2 separate regions of the Rattus norvegicus genome follow, and region 2 is linked to region 1. Evidence: chromatin contacts called from public Hi-C data. All regions are on one chromosome and are shown on one strand. Each heading gives the region's core, a stretch centred on a gene start, on an enhancer-like site or on the middle of the called end of the contact. The rest is flanking DNA. Distances are from core to core; before and after follow the strand shown. Region 1 holds the start of Clpb (ClpB family mitochondrial disaggregase). Region 2 holds the start of Anapc15 (anaphase promoting complex subunit 15).

Region 1 (6,565 bases), core at 2,750-5,249:
GAGACATTCAGACAACAGGAATATCCATGCAACTTCTTGCTTGAGATAGCTACACTGTACAATAAAGATGCACCAGAGGCCATAGCATAACCAAGACAGCAAAAAGACAGCCAGTGTTCTTCTACCCATAGGCCATCAGTGGAAGGAAAAAGCTGAAACCCAAGGTCCCCAGCACTACCACCTGCAATTGGTTGTGATTAGAAAGCCTGCCACAGAGAAGCTAGTGTCAAATGCACCTCCTCCTCCTCCTCCTCCTCCTCTTCCTCCTCCTCCTCCTCTTCCTCCTCCTCTTCTTCCTCCTCCTCCTCTTCCTCTTCTTTCTCCTCCTCCTCCTCTTGTTGTTGTTGTTGTTCTCCTTCTCCTCCTTCTTCTTCATCTCCTTCTCCTCCTCTTCCTCTTCCTCCTCCTCTTCCTCTTCTTCCTCCTCCTCCTCCTGCTCCTCTTCTTCCTCTTTTTTTCTTAAGCTTAAGTATTTTGCCTGCATGTCTATGTTGGAAAAGAGTATACTTGAGGCCAGAAAAATATCTCAGTGGTTAAGAGGATATACTCCTAACAGAGGACCACGTTTTGATTTCCAGTACCCATATCAGGTGGCTCATAACTTCAGTTTCTGAGAGCCAGCTCCTCTGGGTTTTTTGGACACCTCCACCCACATACATAGACACATAAACACATGAATAATAATAATAATAATAATAATAATAATAATAATAATATAAAAATGTTTAAAGAATATTGTCGGATCTTACAATGTCCTGCTTGGCTAATTTATAATCATCACAGAAAATGAAAGAAATGGGGAAGGGTTGCTGCCTCCTAGTCATTTAAGTGGCCTTTGCAACTGTAAAGGCTTTAATAGATAGGGAATTTTTACAAGGTAGGAGGTGGACTTCTTGTAATTTTGGCCCTTGGCAGATTAGCCACCTTTGAGAGGAAACAAAACAAAACAAAAAAACTTTTCTCGCCATTGCTGTGTAGTACAGCTTGAGGTCAGGGATGGTGATTCTCCCAGTTCTTTTATTTTTGAGAATTATTTTCGCTGTCCTGGGTGTTGTTGTTGTTGTTGTTTTTCTATAAGAAGCTGAGAATTGCTTTTTCCATGTCTGTGTAGAACTGTGTTGGAATTTAGTTGAGGATTGCAATAAATCTGTTGATTGCTTTTGGTAGGATGGCCAATCCTACTGATCCATGAGCATCTTCTGACGTCTTCTTCAATTTCTTTCTTCAGGGACTTGAAGTTCTCAACATACAGATCTTTCACTTGCTTAGAGTTACACCAAGATATTTTATACAATTTGTGACTATTGTGAAGGATGTCATTTCCCTAATTTCTTTCTCAGTCCATTTATCATACAGAGACATCATACATCCAATGCTGGCAGCAGTGGCAACAATGACAATGGCTTTTCTTCCTCCTCTTCCTCTTCCTCCTCCTCCTCTTCCTTTTCTTCTTCTTCCTCCTCCTTCTCCTCTTCTTCCTTTTCCTCCTTCTCCTCCTCCTCCTCCTCTTCTTCTTCTTCTTCATTGAGACAGGCTGACTTTGAACTCACAAAAATCTGCTGCTACCACCTCCTGAGTGCTGAGATTAAAGGTGTGGACCACCATACCCAGCACCAATGGCTTCTTCAAATGTTAAAAAGAAACTCAACATGCTTCTTCAGGGTTTTTTTTCTCATATACCTTTTCCAGGAGAATGAAGTTATTGTTCCAAACCAAGTCCTGTTCTAAAGAGTTCACGTAAGACAAAGCAGGACTCAAGGGACAACTGCCACTTGGCAGCAAAAGGAGCAGGTTCCTGCCACCTGTGACATCTGCTGGACCTGGGAACCCTGCTCTATCAGGTGACAGAATCCAGGCTGATGAATGCACAGTGTATGCCTCTTCTAAGATTCAGCTCTCTGAGCAGGCTGGGCTCACCTAGAGCATCAGAAGTCCTGGTTAGCTGGCATGTAGGAGAACACTTGGGAAGGGGGATAGATTTCTTCCAGGGTCATGCAAATACTTACTGGGTGTCATCAAATGACCTTGGCTTGTCTAAACATAACCACACCTGAATGGGCTCCTGAAATGGTACACCTAAAATAGGCTTCTTTTATTGTGCATAACTTTTGAATTATGAAGTTTGTTTTTAAAAAAAATTAAGGACTTATATGAGTCGAGAATAGTTAAGTGTATTCACTCTTCACGTGACAGAGCCTCAGAGGTGCAGGTGATGCACTGAAGGGTAGGGCAGCTGCTACTAAGCCAAGCCCCTGTTGTCAGGAGGTGCTGAGTCCTCCAACCAGCCAATGGCAGATTTAGGAGGCCAGGCATGGGTGCAGGGTCACCTGCAATAGTCCTGGAGCCCCACAGCAATTACAGCTCTGAGGACAGAGACGATGGCTCTTCTCTTCCTGAGCACACAGAGACCGGAGGAGAGTGACTGCTGTTGTTCAGGCTCGAGCATTCGGAACCCTAAGTGAAAAGATTGGTATCCATGACTTAGACAAATCCAGTAAATAACAAGAAACCTCTGCAGATTCATTCAGTAGGAAAAGTGTAACTGCTCCCTGAACCCCAGGCTCCACATGGGCACACTTCAAAATCCCACCACAATTCACATGGGCACACTTCAAAATCCCACCACAATCCCCACACATAGAAGGAGGATCCCCCTCACCTGTACGGACCAACAGAAAGAGCCAAGTACTACAGTCGCCACAGTTTGGCATTCAAAACACAGGAATGGAACTAGGTGACCACACATTCCACGTAAGATCTGGTGGCAGGCCCACCAGGGTGGCTACACACACACTAACCAGAAAGAAAGAAACAAGCTGTCTCCGCTGCAGATCACAGCTCTGGTGAGCCCGAGGCAGGGAACCAAGAAAACACCATAAGAATTCATTTGTCAGAGAACAGAACATAAAACTAAGTTGGAGAAGTCAATGTTTCTTAGGGACAGGAGTCAGACAACAGTGAAAGGCAGTGAAATCTCCAGAGCTGAGGGCTCTCCCCTCCTCCACGACACAGGTACATTTACTCTAAGTCCATATGAAAAATGAAAGCATAAATGGGAAGAGTCAGGAGAGACCCAGAAACCATTAGCAATGGCAGAGGTGTGGGGTTAAGAATATTCTAAAGGGAGGTTGGGGATTTAGCTCAGTGGTAGAGTGCTTGCCTAGAAAGCGCAAGACCCTGGGTTCGGTCCCCAGCTCCGAAAAAAAAAAAGAACCAAAAAATATATATATATATACATACATATATACATATACACATACATATACATTACATACATGTATTTATATGTATACACATGCATAGTCTTAAAGTCTTTTGAGACAGGGTCTCTCTGGCTCACAGCCCTGGCTGTCTTGAAACTATGTAAACCAGACTTTACCAAATTCACAGAGATATGCTTGCCTCTGCCTGGCATGCTGGGATTAAGGGTGATCACCACCATCCCCAGCCCTAGGCATCTTTTTGAAAAGCAACTCTAAATAAAAGTAGGGAGGGGTACAAGTTACTTAACAGGTCTTCATCGAAAATACAATTTTACTTAAACACTAGGGAAATTGTTCTAGGATTCCTGTATTTTGGTTTTCGCTATTTTGATATTTGATATTTTATACAGCTGGGGCTGACCTAGACCAAGAAAGTGATTTTGACCTAGACCTTGAATTCCTGTTCTCTCAGGTTCCCACCTTCCAAAGGCAGGGATTAAAGTTCTGTTTTAATACAAACTCTGGGCTCTGGAATCTTGAATCTTTATTGCCACTCCCCGCTAGAGTTTTCCTTTTTGCCACGCCCCTCTGCCAGAACTGCATTTCCCAACATTCTTCCAACTCCGCTGTCAGCGGTCATTGTGATGTCATCCCACAGCCCTCAGGGAAATGTAGTTTGTTCATTGTCCAGCTAGAGAAAGATCTGGGGCCGTGGACTACCACTCCCGTGAGGTAGTGCGCAGTCCCACCCCGTAAGCGGCGTCTTCGAACGCGCCGCGGCAGCCATGTTGATCGTGGCTAGCACGGGGGCCGGCACCAGCAGGTTTTAGAAGCAGGTGTCATGATGTTGTCCGCGGTGTTGAGGAGAACCGCGCCAGCGCCTCGGCTCTTCCTAGGGTTAATCAAATCTCCATCTCTTCAAAGCCGGGGAGGTGCTTACAACCGTAGCGTAATCACCGGAGACCGCGGGGAGCCGCAGCGGCTGAGAACTGCCGCCTGGGTGCGCCCTGGAGCATCTTCTGTCTTGTTCCCCGGACGGGGGGCAGCCACCGGGGGGCGCCGTGGAGAACGCACCGAGATCCCATACCTGACTGCCGCCTCGTCTGGACGCGGTCCTAGCCCGGAAGAAACACTCCCAGGACAAGACAGCTGGAATGGGGTCCCCAACAAGGCGGGATTGGGCATGTGGGCCTTGGCCATGGCGCTGGTGGTTCAGTGCTACAACAAGAATCCATCTAACAAGGGTGATTATGGGGCCATACTGGGTTCAAGGGAGAGGTGTGTGGGTGTGTGGGTAGGTCATGACCCTTTTGGAATGTTGAAGGTATTTATAAATTTAGACCCGTATAACCTTAACCTTGGAGAAACCCAGTTACCGTCTGCTGCCAGGAGCAGCATGTTGCCCTGGAAATCTCAGTGCTTGAAGTTACATAATTTCCCATTATAGGTCTAGCACCCTCTTTGGGATCGGTTTGTATACCTGTATAATTGGGAACATTGGACTGACTAATTGCAGCCTGGTCCTTTTATGTACCAGTATTATATTTAGTCCATTAGTCTTTCAAGAGGTCTCCAGGAAGTCCCAACAGCTTTAGGGACAGCCTCTACATGTTTTCCTGCATACATAGGTCCAAGGAAGGAGGACACTTGGTTCTGATGCTAGCTTGACCCCCATGCTTCTCTCTAGTCTTAGTTTCCCCACTGTCTTATGAAGGCAAGTTCTCAGTCTTCCTTTTCTGGAGTTCAGAGTCTGTTCAGTTGCTTAGATAGAGATTTGCTATGCTTAGAGTTAGGGTTAAGGTGAGCTGGATAGTGTGGTGGGTGAAGCCTTAGGGGACAGGAAGTTGGCTGAAAGTGGCTCTCTGTAGACTTATAGTGTGTGTGTGGGGGGGACACGGGGGGGTGTTGGGGGTGTAGAAGGAGGAGGTAGTTAACTCAGCTTGGCATCTTACCTCATCTGTTACAGCTGAGTGGGAGCTGGAGGGGTAGCTCAAGTTCTCAGTTATCAGTGCTGGTGCGTTCCATGCACCCCAGACTCTGGGATTGTTGAACAAGATTGGAGACCGCCTTGACTTTGACTTGTTAGTTTAATAAGATGTGGCCAGTTGGAAAGAAAGGGCTTTTGGATGAGGAACAAGGACCCCAAGGAACTTGTTTTGTACTGTCCTTGTGAATCTGGGCTCTTACTCTTCTTTGCTACCCTCTGTTTTCTTTCTATTAATGAGGGCATTGAAGTAGGACCTTTGTAGCTTAAGGCTGCATGAATTGTATGATTTCTACTTGTGTGTATGTGAAGGCAGCACTATGTGTGTTTAGCTTGGAGCTAGGTGTTCAGAAAGTTCCAACTTAAAAGCTAGCCTGTTAAGGGGAGGTGCAGGCAGCTGGTCGTGCGGGACTAGTGAGTATTACAGAGGATCAGAGAGCTAGTGGAGGCAGGGACAACCTTCCTGGAGGACTGGAAGTCCTCTCAAGATGGGGAGCTTGAGCTTAATTTCTGAAGCATAGCTTAGGAAACAAGGGGGCGGGGCCTTGTGTAACCCACGAGGGCAGGGCATCCATTACTTTTATTAGTAGTTCCCTAATACCAAGAGTCTGTCCACCAGTGTGTGGATCTCAGAAGGGAGATATTTACAGATGTGCCTCGGGTGGATTTCATACCCAGAATTCAGCTAGTCTGATGTGCAGGAGCTAACAGTTTGGCCAGTGAGGGTGAAGACAGGGCTTTGGAATAAGGTGAGAGAAGATGAAATGGGCCCTGCGTGTCAGGCAGGAGCCTTTGGAATTTTGTAGGCAGTGAAGACCCATGGAAGGGTCATGAGAACAGACTCTCTAGCAGACAGTGTGTTTGGAGGAACAACAGATGAATGTGTGAAGTCTGGCCTGAGAGGTTACTGGGAGCCCTAGACTGGACTTTACGACATGTAAATTTCAGCGATGTCTACTTAACAGAAGAGGGGATGACTGAAAACTATGGCTGGTTCTAAACAAGTTTTGAGCAGAGTCCTTCAGTGCAATGTTCTGAGAAATGGGTCTTTTCAGGAACCAGGGGGAAACCATGGTAATGGAAAACCATGGAAAGTTTGTGAGCCCAGAATGCCTCAGTTAAATCTCAGCTCATTTCTCCCTCCTCTGTGCCTTCAGAGAAAGAAGACGAGTAAAGAGAGTCAAGAGAGGTATCTATAAGGAATGATTCTCCTTTTTCAGCTGGAGATTATCTGGGCCCAATTAAATACATGAAGGAGAACAATTCATAAGAGCTGGGTGTGATCTTTAATCCCTGGAGGCTGAGGCAGGGGAATCCCTTGAGTTCTAGGATAGCCAAGGATACAAAATGAGATCTTATCTCAGAAAAACCAAAACAA
Region 2 (6,565 bases), core at 2,051-4,550, 230 kb after region 1:
TTTGTTTTTTCTGGAGCAGAGGACCAACCTAGCAAGAGCGGTATCACTGAACTAAATCGCATCCTCCTACCCCCAGTGTTTTATTCTCAGTATTTACTGCAATCTTAAAAGTGGTATCCATATTACTTGTTTCCTTTATTGTTTCTCTCACTAGAATGGAAGCCACAATGAAGGGAGGGACGGTCTATTTGTTGAATAGTGATGCACATATATTTGGTTTTGTGTGTTCTTTTTTATTATTATTTTGGGACAGGGTCTCTTTATGTGGCCTGTAATTCATAGACATTCTCCTACCTCTGCCTTCCAAATGCTGGATTTAAAGTCACGTGTTCCCATGCCCAGCCCTCAATAAATATTTGTTAGAGGGATGAACAAAAAGAATGGACATTTCCAAGTGGTAAATTTTACACTTTGGTGAAAATCTGTTTTTCTGTTCCCTTTGGAGACAGTCTTTTGTTTGTATGTTATGTATGTATGTATGTATGTATGTATGTATGTATGTATGTTTGTATGTTATGTATGTATGTTATGTATGTATGCTTGTATGTATGTATATTTTGAAACAGGGTTTCCCTATGTAGCAGTCCCGGAACTCATTATGTAAACCTACCTGGCTTCAAACTAACAGAAATCTGCCTGCCTCTGCAGGGGGACTTCACTTTCCACCCTTCCATACTTGAAAACCCCACAAAAACATGTTCTTATCATATTTCTGTTTTTTTTTAAAAAACCAATATTCTCACTACATCTAGTTAACTTTTTTTTCTGATTCACATTTACTTGGTGTGGAAGGCAGCAAACAACTGCTACAGTGTGTCTGTGCAGGTCAGAAGACAACTTGTGAGGGGCAGCTCTCTCAGACCATGTGGGTCCTAGGGATTGAACTTGGGTTAGGCTTGTCAGCAAGTGCCTTTACCCACTGAACTATCTCACTGGCCCTATTTTTATTTTTAAAATTTATACTTGGTTTTGTGAAAGACAGGGTATTATACATTTCAGGCTGGCATTGAATTTGCTATACAGCCTAGTCCAATCTTGAACTTCACATTCTCTTGTCTCGGGTTCCTGAGTGTTAGGATTTTAATAAGCAGAGCTTGCCAAAGTTTAAAACGTTTTAAGCTGGGGGTTGGGGATTTAGCTCAGTGGTAGAGCGCTTGCCTAGCAAGCGCAAGGCCCTGGGTTCGGTCCCCAGCTCCGAAAAAAAGAAAAAAGAAAAAAAAAAACATTTTAAGCTGAAGCTGAACTCTTGGGGCATAAAATTAAGACTTGATAGGAACCACATACTGAACCCCTGGAACAGCTCTGTCTCATCCACTCTTCACCATAGCCAAGGACAGGAGGAAAACTAGGCAGATTACCATGCTAGTTAAAGAAGAAACAGTGTAGACAAAGAATTTACAGGCCTGGGGCGATGCCTTATGGGTTAAAGTGCTTATTCTAAAAGAAGCTAGGACTGCAGTTTGGATCCTCAGAACCCACATGAATACTGGATGGTTAAGGCAACCAGCCAGTAAAGACAGAGAATTCCTGGAGAACCTGGGTAGTCAGATTGGCCTTAGCAGGGACTTCTGATTTCAAATAAGAATAAGATAGAAGGAGGGGCTGGGGATTTAGCTCAGTGGTAGAGCGCTTACCTAGGAAGCGCAAGGCCCTGGGTTCGGTCCCCAGCTCCGGAAAAAAAAAAAAAAAAAAAAAGAATAAGATAGAAGAACCATTGAGGAAGATTACCAGTGAAAAGAGGAAAGCAACAATCAAAACCAAAACCAAACCCAAGCAGACTTGCCAAAGTTTATACATCTAGTTGAGACAAGAATGAAACTTGTATGACAGCTAGTCCTGACAGGCTGGATACACCTCAGGAGGGCAGTTGAATTTCCCAGAAATAGAATGTGGGGGCCAATTGCTGACTGATTCCTCAAGGCTGTTATATGTATTCTGAGGGCAATTAACATGTTCACAGATTTATACCCAGCTTATATCAGAACCTGAAACAGACTTCACACAAATACTTTTTGTCCAACGCATACATAAAAAATGAGAAAAGCCAGGTGTGGTGTCACACACCTTTAATCCAGGCATTCAGGAGGCAGCGCCAGGCCAGCCTGGTCTACAGAGTGAGTTCCAGGACAGTCAAGGCTACACAGAGAAACACTGTCTCAACAAACGAACAAAAAAGAAAACAAACAAACAACAACAACAACAAAACAAAAAACAAAGTAGTGGATAGATGAAGCACTGGCTGCCCTTCCAAAGAACCCAGGTTCAATTCCCAGCACTGATAGATTGGCTCACAACCATCTTTAACTCCACTTGGATTCCAGGGATCCGCTTCTTGCCTCTATAGGCACCAGGCACGAACTGGTGCAAATACACACACACACACACACACACACACGCGCGCGCGCTTTCTTTTTTTTTTTTTTTTTTTTTTTTTTAAGATTTATTTATTTATTTTGTATATGAGTACACTGTAGCTGTCTTCAGACACACCAGAAGGGGATATCAGATCCCATTACGGATGGTTGTGAGCCACCATGTGGTTGCTGGGAATTGAACTCAGGACCTCTGGAAGAGCAGTCGGTGCTCTTAACCACTGAGCCATCTCTCCAGCCCACGCGCGCGCTTTCCAAACACTCATACACATAAAATAAAATTTTAAATAGATAAAAAGAGGCCAGCATGGTGTTATACAGTTTTTATACCGGCACGAGGCAAGGCCCGAAGATCTCTGACTTCGAGGCCAACCTGGTCTAGTGAGTTTCAGGCCGGTCAGGAATACGCAGTGAGACCCTGTCTCAACAAAGAAAAGCAAATATTGTGGATATGATGTAGCTCCGTGTCAGAGGCCTGTCTAGCGTGTTCAAGGTAGCCTCTCAAAAAGAAAAGAATGTATTCATACAGGAAACTGAGTCTGAGAGGAACAGAAGGGAACAGATGTTCCTGGAACGCAGCACACACAGGATCCTCACAAGCGAACACTTCTGGAAACCATTATATTTCGAAGAGATTTAACACTCAGACACCGCCTAGTGACAAGCGGGCGGGACTAAACGGACGCTGGAGAGGGGCTAGCCTGCAGAAACCAGGCCCTTGAAACTCAAGGCGGGGCCGATAGGTAGACGGAGCAAATAAATGTCCTCCCCCAACCTGTACGTAACTAAGGTACGTCAACATCACTTCCGGTGTGGTAGTTGAAGCGGGAAACAAAAGGAGACGGAAGACGCATGCGTTAGTGAGTCCCGGATTCTGGTGGGTTCTTCCGCTCAGGTCTGGGGAAGCGCTTCCGGGTCGCCGCCGGCTGCCGGCTCTTGGCGCGGTAAGTGCGGAAACAAGACTACTGTCGTCTCCTTGCTTGTTCTTTCTTCCGGCTTTCAGAGAAACCTAGTTCCTTTGACTCGCCTCCCTAGCAGCTCATTTTCCCCTTTTTTACTCTTAACGACATCCTACTCATTGGCCGCTTCCTAGAGTCTAAGCCCCACCCATCACACATGTTCCGTCATGCATTGGTTTCACTTCCTGTCACCCAGCATTTCTTTCAGTTAATTGGCTTCAGCCAGGCCGCGCGCATTTTGCGATTAGCATCCCTATAAGGTCTAAATCCTGATGAAGACCCGCCCCTGCCTCCTTCTTGTTGGTCAATCTTGCAGTCATTATCATAATGAGCAAAGAATGGGCGGTGGTGGGTAGGATTTTAGGATACAAAATCTGTCAGTACTTTTGGGATGGGGGTGGACGCTTTTTTTCCTGTCACACGGACCTGGGAGGCTTTGGTTTAGGGAATAACAGCGTTTAGTTCTGCGTGGGTCAAATTAAGTTAGAACCAAAGCTAGAGTAGGGCCTGGTGTGGTAGCTGGTGTACGCCCTTAATCCCAGCATTCGGGAGCTGAGGCATGCTGATCTCTGTGAGTTTGGGACTAGACTGGTCTATGTTGTGACTTCCATGCCAGTCAGGGCTAAATAGTGAAACCCTATCTCATTTACTAAAAATAGGGGGAAACACCAAGGTAGACACCTAATTTATTTTTTCCTGTGCCCTTCCTACTTTACTGGGCCAGGATCCCTTCCTTATATATGTTTTAAATCCCCACCGAGTGTGTGGCCGAAGTCAAGCTCTAACATGTCACTGGGTTTGTGAGCAGATGGGTTTTAGTTGAGCTTCTCGGTTACCTTCCTGGTCAGCAGCTTCAGCCCACAGAGTTGATTTTTTTTCTCTTACATGTTAGTTCATTATTCATTCTTACACTAGTTTGTTTTTCTATTTACTCAACCCTCCTAGGATATCTTTTATCCTTGGTTGTGTGTACTGTAGTTTGGTTGGCGAGAGAGGTGGTTCGTGTCTGAAACATTTTGCACTGGTTGTATGTGAAAGAGCAAAAAATAAGTTTTATGGTGTGTGTGTGTGTGTTTGTGTGTTTAAAATGAATTTTACTAGGTCTCTACTATCGCTAATTTTGTACATGATCACAATGTCACATTCCGTCTCTGGCTCCCAGTCTCTTCTCTCCTCAAGCAGCATACAGCTTTCATTATTTTATTATTTTTTGTCATAATAACTTTGAGGATGATATAATTTTAATTATCCCCATTCTTACAGATGAGGAAACTGAGGCCCAGAGAGGTTAAGTGTATTGGCCAAAGTCAAACAGCTAGTAAGTGATGGAGCCAGGACTCAAACTCAGGTCTGTCTGATTTCAAGAGGGAAGGGCAGCTTCTCTGCTACCTCCCGCTCCACCCCATCCCTATATCAAATTACAACTGCATCGGTTCAAAACAAAACGTGTTCACGTGACCCTTTCCCTCAGCTTAGGAGCCATGTCCACCTTGTTCCCTTCACTCTTTCCTCGTGTGACTGAGACACTGTGGTTTAATCTGGATCGACCCTGTGTGGAGGAGACAGAGCTGCAGCAGCAGGAGCAGCAGCATCAGGCCTGGGTGAGTGAGGACCTAGCGAAGCATGGAGGTGCACCACCTAGGATATGACCTTGCCGTACACTGCTTAGGAAAACATTTGTCACTGTGTTGGGAATACTCAAGCTGGGTTCTTGGGGATAAAGGTCTTACTTTGTGGTACCTTAACTTGCTGAGGGACCCTAGGACTTTGGGGCTAGATTAGATAGATGGCAAGCTCCTGGCAGCCTAAAGGCTTTTCTGTACATCACAGGACTTAATCATTTAAACTCTTTTTTTTTTTTAAAGATTTATTTATTTATTTATTTATTTATTTATTAATTATATATAAGTACACTGTAGCTGTCTTCAGACACACCAGAAGAGGGCATCAGATCTCATTACAGATGGTTGTGAGCCACCATGTGGTTGCTGGGATTTCAACTCAGGACCTCTGGAAGAGCAGTCAGTGCTTATTTATTTATTTATACACTCCAGATTTTATTTCCCTCCTGGTCCCTTCCCCCAGGGTTCTACATCTCATACCTCCTCCTCCCCCGCAATCATCCTCCTTCTCCACAAAGATGTCCCCACCCCACCCACTCCACAGTCAGTGCTCTTAACCACTGAGCCATCTCTACAGCCCATCATTTAAACTCTTAATGAGGACCCACACAATGCCATATTCTAGGCTGAGTGTCTCATTTCACCCTCACCAGAATTATATGAAAACACTGAGGCCAAAAGACTTTACATATGCCCATCTATTTTATAAGGAGCAGATGACAAGAGAAAGGGAGATTGAATCCTCCTGAGAACTGGGGTCGGGGGAGAAGCTTTGTTTCAACATTGGGAGTCTGGTAAGGGGCAGAATGAGCCAGTCCAGTGCTCCTAACCTGCTCTGCCTATGCCGTGGCCCTACTTTTCCCCACACTCCTTTGCCTACAGCTCCAAAGCATCGCAGAGAAAGACAACAACCTGGTACCCATCGGCAAGCCTGCCTCCGAGGTGAGTGGTCCTGTGGTCCCGTGGGTGGGCTGTGTGAAGACCAGTGGACAAGGCCTTACTTTAACGGCCTTGCTTTTGGCTCAGAACAATTGTGGTTTTCAGTCTGGGCAGACAGTGAAAGTGAGAACTCGAGGGCTAGGCATTGTGCCTAGTTAGTACTAAGGTCCTTCAGGTCATGCAGCAGCTTGCCACACTCAAGGCGGGCAAGGGTTGGGAAGGAGGAGGCTCCATGTAGGCCAGCTCTTGACCTGGCCCAGGTAGCCCTGAGACCTACAGAGTCTTTTTTCCTCTCCCAGCACTATGATGACGAGGAAGAAGAGGATGATGAAGATGACGAGGACAGTGAAGAGGATTCAGAAGACGATGAGGACATGCAGGACATGGATGAGATGAATGACTATAATGAGTCACCTGATGATGGAGAGGTCAATGAGGTAGGCGGGGTGTAGGGAGTGAGTGCCTTTGTTCCTAGGCTCCTGCCCCTGATCTAATTTATTGCCAAGCCACACAGAAACCCTGGCTGTACCCAGGGGCAGGATCTGGGCTGAGGCTGCCTGAGGCCCCTCCCCACCCACACCCAGCCTCCTCTTCAGGTGGACATGGAAGGCAACGAACAGGATCAGGACCAGTGGATGATCTAGGTAGAGCAGCCAAGGTGGCCTCAGACTGA

The links. Hi-C and Micro-C count contacts between places; a contact is called where the count stands out from the background.
Region 2: a contact with region 1 is called in a Hi-C map of Schwann cells, with 4 times the contacts expected there. The contact joins the promoter of Anapc15 here to the promoter of Clpb in region 1. A contact is called at or near these places in 9 of 12 Hi-C or Micro-C datasets (the A7r5 cell line, the Rat2 cell line, Schwann cells and 6 more) and 1 of 1 datasets of contacts at active chromatin or transcription factors (oligodendrocytes).

The regions. Positions count from the first base shown.
Region 1 is chr1:165,436,969-165,443,533 of GRCr8, forward strand. Clpb (ClpB family mitochondrial disaggregase) reads left to right here and starts at 4,000. Exons shown (of 16, transcript NM_022947.2): 1 at 4,000-4,447. The coding sequence starts at 4,045.
Region 2 is chr1:165,671,160-165,677,724 of GRCr8, forward strand. It overlaps Anapc15 (anaphase promoting complex subunit 15), which reads left to right and starts at 3,301. Exons shown (of 6, transcript NM_001170435.1): 1 at 3,301-3,316; 2 at 4,595-4,679; 3 at 4,803-4,932; 4 at 5,836-5,895; 5 at 6,192-6,329; 6 at 6,489-6,565. The coding sequence starts at 4,657. The coding sequence ends at 6,536.